2 separate regions of the Pan troglodytes genome follow, and region 2 is linked to region 1. A link is a contact called in public Hi-C data. All regions are on one chromosome and are shown on one strand. Each heading gives the region's core, a stretch centred on a gene start, on an enhancer-like site or on the middle of the called end of the contact. The rest is flanking DNA. Distances are from core to core; before and after follow the strand shown. Region 1 overlaps FOXN3 (forkhead box N3). Region 2 has its middle 83 kb from the start of FOXN3.

The links. A called contact is a pair of places that touch in the nucleus more often than the background predicts.
Region 2: a contact with region 1 is called in a Hi-C map of stem cell-derived neural progenitor cells, with 4 times the contacts expected there. The contact joins two enhancer-like sites. A contact is called at or near these places in 1 of 7 Hi-C or Micro-C datasets (stem cell-derived neural progenitor cells) and 1 of 1 datasets of contacts at active chromatin or transcription factors (stem cell-derived excitatory neurons).

Annotation. Positions count from the first base shown.
Region 1 is chr15:87,431,095-87,435,639 of NHGRI_mPanTro3-v2.0_pri, reverse strand. The region is part of intron 2 of FOXN3 (forkhead box N3); the gene reads left to right. Among named protein-coding and RNA genes, the nearest start is that of FOXN3, 190 kb to the left of the region's middle. Within about 2 kb of position 1,994, at least 3 of the 24 cell types and tissues checked have an H3K27ac peak or open chromatin away from gene starts, as enhancers often do. A contact at or near this core is called in stem cell-derived neural progenitor cells, where this site is marked.
Region 2 is chr15:87,706,365-87,710,473 of NHGRI_mPanTro3-v2.0_pri, reverse strand. No RefSeq gene overlaps it. Among named protein-coding and RNA genes, the nearest start is that of FOXN3, 83 kb to the right of the region's middle. Within about 2 kb of position 2,848, at least 15 of the 24 cell types and tissues checked have an H3K27ac peak or open chromatin away from gene starts, as enhancers often do. A contact at or near this core is called in stem cell-derived neural progenitor cells, where this site is marked.

The DNA of each region.
Region 1 (4,545 bases), core at 745-3,244:
CGGAGCTCTTACTTTGTTTTAAAAAGACTATCGTAGAGAGAAGAATCAATTGTTTTCTTTCACACCCCTCTGAAAAAGTAAAACGAGAGAAGTTATTTCTTGGCGTGGATAAGACTTTGGCAGACTTAGCCACCGAAACCCACGAGACTATGGTACTTGGTGTACTCACTAAAGAGAGGAAAACAATAAAATCTCTTAAAAACTTTGGAGGAGGAAAATGTTGATGAGGCTACTTTTCTCTGACTGATCTGTAGAGTTAATAGGTGCCAGCTTGAGAGAGGGATAAAAAGGAGACTTTTTTTTTTCCTGTTAAGTGATCAATATTTTTTATTACCACTGTGCCATGTGCTATGAGCAGAAGAGAAAACAGAGTCCCTTGCCCCTCAAGGCACTTACACTCTGTTGGTGACGTTCAGTATCTAGTTGATTTATTTTTTTATTACAAAGATACACCATACTTTGTTGATTATGACATAGAAGTTGAACTTTGAGTTTTTGCAAGTAGTGCCTTTTCATTCAGTTAAAAAGTCCTGGCCGGGCACGGTGGCTCACTCCTGTAATCCCAGCACTTTGGAAGGCCGAGGCAGGTGGATCACGAGGTCTAGGAGCTGGAGACCAGCCTGGCCAAGATGGTGAAACCCCATCTCTACTAAGAATACAAAAAAAAAAAAAAAAAAAAAAAATTAGCCGGGCGCAGTGGTGGAGGCCTGTAATCCCACATACTTGGGATGCTGAGGCAGGAGAATCGCTTGAACCCAGGAGGCGGAGGTTGCAGTGAGCCAAGATCGCACCACTGCACTCTAGTCTGGGCAACAGAGCAAGACTCCATCTCAAAAAAAAAAAAAAAAAAAAGTCCCCTTTTCCTTCCTCCTCTTGTGTTTTTTTTCTTCTTTTTCTTTTTCTTTTTTTTTTTTGAGACAGAGGCTCACTCTGTCGACCAGGCTGGAGTGCAGTGGCACGATATCAGCTCACTGCAACCTCCACCTCCCTGGTTCAAGCATTTCTCCTGCCTCAGCCTCCCAAGTAACTGAGAGTACAGGAACCCACCACTGCGCCTGGCTAATTTTTGTATTTTTAGTAACAGGGTTTCACCATGTTGGCCAGGCTGGTCTTGAACTCCTGACCTCAAGTGATCCACCCGCCTCGGTTTCTCAAAGTGCTGGGATTACAGGCATGAGCCACTGCGCCCGGCCCTCCTCTTCTATTTCTTGGTCACAATTTTTTCTCCCTTGTGCCCCACTGGTCCTGTCCTTCATGTCCTAGGCCCCTGAGAGGTTCTCTAAGAAGCCAGATGTTCTGAAGCTTTCCCAAACTCACTGTGTGGGTTCAATTCCCAGCCCCATCATTTACCAGCTGTGTGTTATGAGCAAGTGGCCAAACTTCTCTGTGCCTCAGAATCTCTGTTGATAAAATGGGGATAATAATAGTACCTACTTCACATGATTAATGTGAGGCTGAAATGAGTGAATATTTTCAGAGCTTTAGAACACTGTCTGGCATCCAGTTAAGTGCTATTTCGGTGTTTGTTAAATGCAGTCAGTCCTCATCATTGGTAGTTTTTGTATTTGCGAATTCACCCTCTTGCTAAAATTTACCTGTAATCTCAAAATCAGTACTCCTGCCCGGGCATGGTGGCTCACGCCTTCCCAGCACTTTGGGAGGCCGAGGCGGGTGGGTCACCTGAGGTCAGGAGTTCTAGACCAGCCTGGCCAACATGGTGAAACCCTGTCTCTACTAAAAATACAAAAAATTAGCTGGGCGTGATGGTGGGCGCCTGTAATCCCAGCTACTCAGGAGGCTAAGGCAGGGAGAATCACTTGAACCTGGGAGGCAGAGATTGCAATGAGCTGAGGTCATGCCACTGCGCTCCAGCCTGGGTGACAAGAGCAAGACCCTGTCTCAAAAAAGAAAAAAAAAAAAAAAATCAGTACTCCTGGTGCTTTTGTGGTCACTCATGGACGCGTACAAATGAGTCATTCAGTGTGCACGTTCCCAGCTGAGGGTGAACAAAGTGATGTTCTGCCCGCTTGTTTCGGCTTTCCAAGTGTCCTTTTTGTGGTCTGTTTAGTACCACATTTTTTGCATTTTTGTTCATTTTGCTGTTTGAAACAGAGCCCAAGCACTGCTGAAGTGCTATCTAGTGTTTCTAAGTGCAGGAAGGCTGTGGTATGCCTTATGGATAAAATGTGTATTAGATAAGCGTCATTCTGGCACAGTTCATTGTGAACGAACAACAATATATATTCAAAAAGCTTCTTAAATGGAAACACAGATAAAATAAATATCAACAAAATTATGATGTGATAATATATCAGTAAAATTATGTTTTGATTGGTTGATGAAAGTGTTGTGAGTGGAGGCTCACAGGAACCTAACCCCATATTTCCCCTAGGAGCAATGATTCAGGATTTGTTAATTCAGTGTTTGTGGCACTTTATAGAACACAACTACTGTGAATAAAAATAGTCAGCTATAGGCTGGGCGCGGTGGCTCATGCCTATAATCCCAGCACTTTGGGAGGCCAAGGTGGGTAGAACACCTGAGGTCAGGAGTTCGAGACCAGCGTGGCCAACATGCTCAACCCCGTGTCTATTAAAAAAAAAAAAATTAGCCGGGCATGGTGGCACAAGCCTGTAATCCCAGCTACTCAGGTGGCTAAGGCAGGAGAATCACTTGAACCCAGGAGGCAGAGGTCGCAGTGAGCCGAGATTGAGCCACTGCACTCCAGCCTGGGCAACAGAGCAGGACTCTGTCTCAAAAACAAAACAAAACAGGCCAGGCGCAGTGGCTCACGCCTGTAATCCCAGCACTTTGGGAGGCCAAGGTGGGCGGATCACGAGGTCAGGAGTTCAAGACCAGCCTGGCCAACATGGTGAAACCCCCATCTCTACTGAAAATACAAAAAATAGCTGGGTATGATGGCATGTGCCTATAATCCCAGCTACTTGGGAGGCTGAGGTGGGAGAATTGCTTGAACCAGGACCCGGGAGGCAGAGGTAGCAGTGAGCCAAGATCGTGCCACTGCATTCCAGCCTGGGCTACAGAGTGACACTCTGTCTCAAAAAAAAAAAAAAAAAAAAAAAGAAAAGAAAACAAAACACAACAAAAAAAGTCAGCCGTAGATAAAATGAGTTCAAGAACTGAGAGAGGTGATCTCCTCTTGTATCAGATAAGCATCACGAATATCCCTGGGGCAGGAGAAGCATTAGTAGCTCTGGTCATGTGGGGTAACTCAGCTGGGCACAGATTTTCTATCAGATATGAAAAATAAAAATAACTTGTAACCACATTTAGTGGCATGATCATGGCTTACTGTAGCTTCAACCTCCAGGGCTCAAGTGAACCTCCTACCTTAGCCTCCTGAGTAGCTGGGACTATAGGCACGTGCCACCATGCCTGGCTAATTTTTCTATTTTTTTTTTTTTTTTGTAGAGTCATAGGTCTCCCTATGTTGTCAGGCTGGTCTCGAACTTCTAGGCTCAAGCAATCCCCAGCCTCGACCTCCCAAAATGTTAAGATTATAGGTGTGAGCCACCGCACCTGCCTTCCCCCACAAATTCTTAATTCAAGAGTATTTTGAACTCTTGAATCTTGGAACCTACGTAAGAGTTTGTAGAGAAAGTTTGATATTCAAAACCTATAAACCAAAAGACTTCCCACGGCCAGACAATAGACCTCATAACACAGGATATAATGTTTGTTGTACTTAGCAATTCTCCTGTTTGCTCAGAGCACCAGGCTTTTCAGAAGGGGATCGTTTTGTCCCTCCTGATTGAAAAGATCACAGAATGCTTTAATTTTGTGAAGCGCTTTGCCAACATATTCATTTTCCCCTAAACTCTTACTTTATGAAATGTTTGCAAATTGTTTCACACGTACAGTCTCTGAGAATGTGAAAATGATTCAGAAAAGGGAAAGCCTCACTTAAAACTACTGGAAAATGCAAATGAAAGGGAACAAAGGGAACATGGCCCCACTGTGCCCCACAGAATGTAATAATATGCCTCTGGCCTCTTATTTCAGCAATTTCCAAGTTTTTGTGATTTTAAACAACGTCCCAGCAAAATCCTCCTAAATACATTGTTGCTTCCTTCAGTTAATTTATTCGATACATATTTATCGAGTGTCTTCTGCCAGGCATAAATGCCAGGTGTGCACTGCTGAATCTAGTAGGCTGGAGTCCTGCTTTCCTGGGGTTTATTGCCTCTTCCCAGTAGTCAGTCTGGTGGGGAAGTTAACTCTTTTACAGGATCTCCCAAGGATAAATTCCTACAAGTTGGAAATTTAGGATCAGTGGCTGTCCGTGCTCACTGAAATTTTAATTTGTTTTGCGACTGTCCTCTTGAAAAGTTATACCACTTCCCACCAGTGCCTTCAACCAACATTGGCATGGTTAGTACTTTTAAGTCTCTGCCATTCTGATAGATGAAATGAGACATCACAATTGCTTTAATTTGCATTTCTTTGATTTTTACAGTTTGAACGTCTTTTCATGGGGATAGTCTCATTTTTGTTTCTCTTTTTGTGAATTTGCCCCTTTTCTTA
Region 2 (4,109 bases), core at 1,599-4,098, 270 kb before region 1:
GATGAAGTTTTGGGTCACTTCATTGGGCAAGCCACCTACACTGGCAGCAGGGCTAGTTGAGGACCAGGTGCAGTGGCTCATGCCTGTAATCGCAGCACTTTGGGAGTCAGAGGCAGGTGGATCACAAGGTCAGGAGATCGAGACCATCCTGGCCAGCATGGTGAAACCCCATCTCTACTAAAAATACAAAAAAAATTAACTGGGCGCGGTGGTGCGCGCCTGTAGTCCCAGCTACTTGGGAGGCTGAGGGAGGAAAATCACTTGAACCCAGGAGGCAGAGATTGCAGTGAACCAAGATGGCGCCACTGCACTCCAGCCTGGCAACAGAGTGAGACTCTGTCTCAAAAAAAAAAAAATGGGGGGCTAGTTGAGGTTGAGGAGAATCTAGAATGGATGATAGGGAAGAAAGATTATGGTATAATTTGACTGTGTCTCCACCCAAATCTCATCTTGAATTGTAGTTCCCATAATCCCCAAGTATCACGGGAGGGACCCCATGGGAGGTAACTGAATCATGGGTGTGATTTCCCCCATGCTATTCAAGTGATAGTAAGTGAGTTCTCATGAGATCTGATGATTTTATAAGGGGCTTTCCCCTTCACTCAGCTGTCATTCTTCTTCCAGCGTCCATGTGAAGAAGGATGTCTTTGCTTCCCCTTCCACCATGATTGTAAGTTTCCTGAGGCTTCCCCAGCCATCCTGAACTGTGAGTCAATTAAACCTCTTCATAAATTACCCAGTCTCAGGTTAGCACCATGAGAAGGAACTAATACAGATGATGAATATGTTATTGTCTTAGGACCAGCTGCAGCAGCAAGGGCTATCTATGGTCTGTCTTTTTTGAATAAGCTGTGACATGATGAAGTGAAACTGATGTGAGAAGCATGTTGATATCGTTTGGATTTGTGTCCACACCCAAATCCCATGTGGATTTGTAATCCCCAGTGTTGGAGGTGGGGGCCTGGTGGGAGGTAACTGGATTATGGGAATAGATTTCCCCTTTGGTGCTGTTCTCATGAGTGAGTTATGGCAAGATCTGGTTGCTTAAAAGTGTGTAGCATCTCCCCTTCTCTTCCTTGGTCCTGCCCTGGCCATGTAGGATGTACCTGCTTCTCTTTCACTTCCCACCATGATTGAAGGTTTCTTGAGATCTCCCCAGAAGCTAAGCAGAGGCCACCATACTTCCTGTACAGCCTGCAGAACCATGAGCCAATTAAACCTCTTTTCTTTATAAATTTTGCAGCCTCAGGTATTTCTTTATAGCAGCCTGAGAACGAACTAATGCACATGTGGATCTAAGTGGTGCAAGGGGTGGACTGTCATGGGTGTTGTTGGTGCTCTGCCCAGATCCCTTCATATCCCCCTTTCCAGTTCATTGCCCCTAGCCCCAGCTTCTAAGTGGTTTACTCCTAAAGGTTCATACCCCTAACTTCCTTCAGAGAACTTCCTTCCCTTAATCTACAGGAGCCACTTCACTGCAAAAGAGGTATTAAGCACCTAGACTCACTTAACGCGTCTAAATTAAGTGCCTAGACTCACCCAGACTCACCTCAGAACCAGAAGTGCTAGGTATTTTTGTCCCCCGACCCTTTCCAGGAAAGACTATAGCCAGTGACTAATTGGTGCAGGGTTATGAAAACCCCAGCTCCCTTGCCTCAAGTTGGGATAAATTCTAATTTATGCTCCAGAACTAGTTGGGGATCTTGCTGGGGCTGGAACTTCACCTTAAATTGCTCCCTTGCTTGGCTGCTTCTTTCCTATTCTGCTTCCCTTTCTAGTTTCTCCTGGAAGCTCTTCCTTAATAAATTGCTTGCACGCAAATCCTTGGCAACCCAAGACAGTTCCCTAGTAGAAAATACACTCTTGAGCTTCAAGTCAGTGACAAGGAAATAAAGAAAAACAAAAACAAAAAAAAAACACTTAGTGAACAGCTATGGTTTACAAGAAAAAAAAAATGTTAAAGCCCAGAATGGAGTACCTACCATGAGTCAATTGTCTTTGGTTTGGATTTTCATTTCCTAAGAATTTGATGATCATAAGTGGTTATTCTGGTAGCACATTACAGACTGGGACATCTGTAAATTATCAATGATACATCAACATAAACCGTATGCCCCAGATTTTTTGGACAACCTTGATTTCAAGTTTTTAATCCCCTTGTCAGACCATGTTCCAGACAGTGTGTCCTGGCTGGTGTGGGTGTTTGGACAGCAAAGGGGGATGCTGGGCTAGCCAAGAGGCAGCTGAGAGGACGAACTTGAGCATTATAAAAAGGCAGACACCTTGAAATTAATAAGCGCAACTGGACTTCAAGTCCTGGCTCCACCCCAAGCAGCTGTAGGCCACATTTTATTCCTGTTAAAATGAAGTTCCCAGCTCCCACCTCACAGGATTGAAAATGAGGTGATGTATACAAAACGCTTAGCATTGCTCCTGGATTTCGTGAAGTTCAAGAGATGGTTCCTTTGGAGGGGGAAGAAGAGTGGGTGAAGAGCCCTCCAGTGGAGTTTGGGGACTTTATTGTCCTAATAGAGCCGGCAGGGGATGCGGGACCAGAGGTCGAGAGCCCACGTTGAAGCGTTGCATTCATCTAAATTTGCTGAGCGCCGTCTCCCTCCCAGGGCGCGGGACTCAATACTTGTACGCCAAGGGGGAAAAGGCCGTCAACTCGACCTGGAAGGGACGGCGCAACGCAGAATGATGCCCGAGGCCCCGGGCCACCACGTGGCTTCCCGATGGCCTCCCCCGACCCTCCCCCACTCCGGCCCCGCAGGGGAAGTAGGTGAAGGGTGGAAGCCGAGAGACCGCGCCGCGGAGGCGGCCCGCCGCCGGTTTCCTAGCAACGCCCGCCCCGCCCCGCCCCGCTGGCGCGCCGGCGCCGGGAAGCGGGGGGCGGACCGCCGTTGCCATGGCAGCGCGGCAGCCGCGCCCGACGCCGCCGGCGCCTGCGGGAAACGCGGGCCAGGGGCCCAGAGTGGGCTGCCAGGTGGCGTCCCTGCCTAGCTCCCACCTCGGGATGGACCAGACCTCGCGGCCGGGGGTGTCAGTGGAGAAACCGAGTCGCCCCGAAAGGTGGCAGGGCCGCAAGGCCGGTCGGCCCCACTCACTCCCCGGCCGACTGGGGCGACTGAGAGCTTGGAGACTTTCCAGTTTGTCTGGTGGGGTCTGAGTTGGTCTTCCGGGCCGGAGTAGACCGAGGGAATTTTTTTGATTTTGGAATCTCTTCGGACCTTTTTTCCACACCTAGTCAAGACTGCACGCGCGTGCACACACGCACACGCACGTCTGCAGCCTGATGTCCCGTCCTTTTACCCTAGGTGTTGTCACCTGAAGGTTCTTTAATCTCGGAAAGAGAATATGCAAAAGATAGCAGCTTCCAAAAAAAGCTGCCTTTTAAAACGACGTTGAAAATCAGTGTTATTTCCCGAGGGCCATTTAAACGGAAAACCTCCGTGCCTGGAAGGGTGTTCTAGATTCTGGACTCAAATTTGCATTATTCTAAATCACTTTTTGCAGTGAGCTGCGATTGGAGAATTCAGTTGTGGAGTATTAAATTTAACCGTACACCCATTTAGCTAGTGTAATGATCGCTTGGCCAAAAGACCCACTCACAAAGACAAAGCCACACGCTTCTCAGTCGTTCTCTGGCTTGAGTGTTTTTAACAGAGGCGGAGTCAGTCACATGTTTGTGAGTTTAATCAAATTGACAAGGGCTCTGAGCGAGAAAAGCTTACTATCTAATTCGAAGACAACATTAGGTACATAGAGATGCATTCTCTTTGACTTATTTGAATCAGAGCTTTTCAAATGGAATCCTCTCCTGCACATATTTTTCTCGATCTGCTGCAACTGGAAAATTTAAATCAAAATCCTATTTCTTATATTCATTTTTATGGTAAATGTGCTGGTAAATGTGTCTGCGCTGAGATTCTGCATTTTCTTGATCAACAAGGAAATGCGCAGCAATCACTGAATTGAGCACCTTGCTGATTGAGCAACACTTAAACCTAGAGGCATGAACGACCATAATCTTGGGATGAGAATCCTCTGTAGTATATTTCAAAAGCATATTCACAGCTAACCTTTTTCCACTCCAAAGGATCATTCAC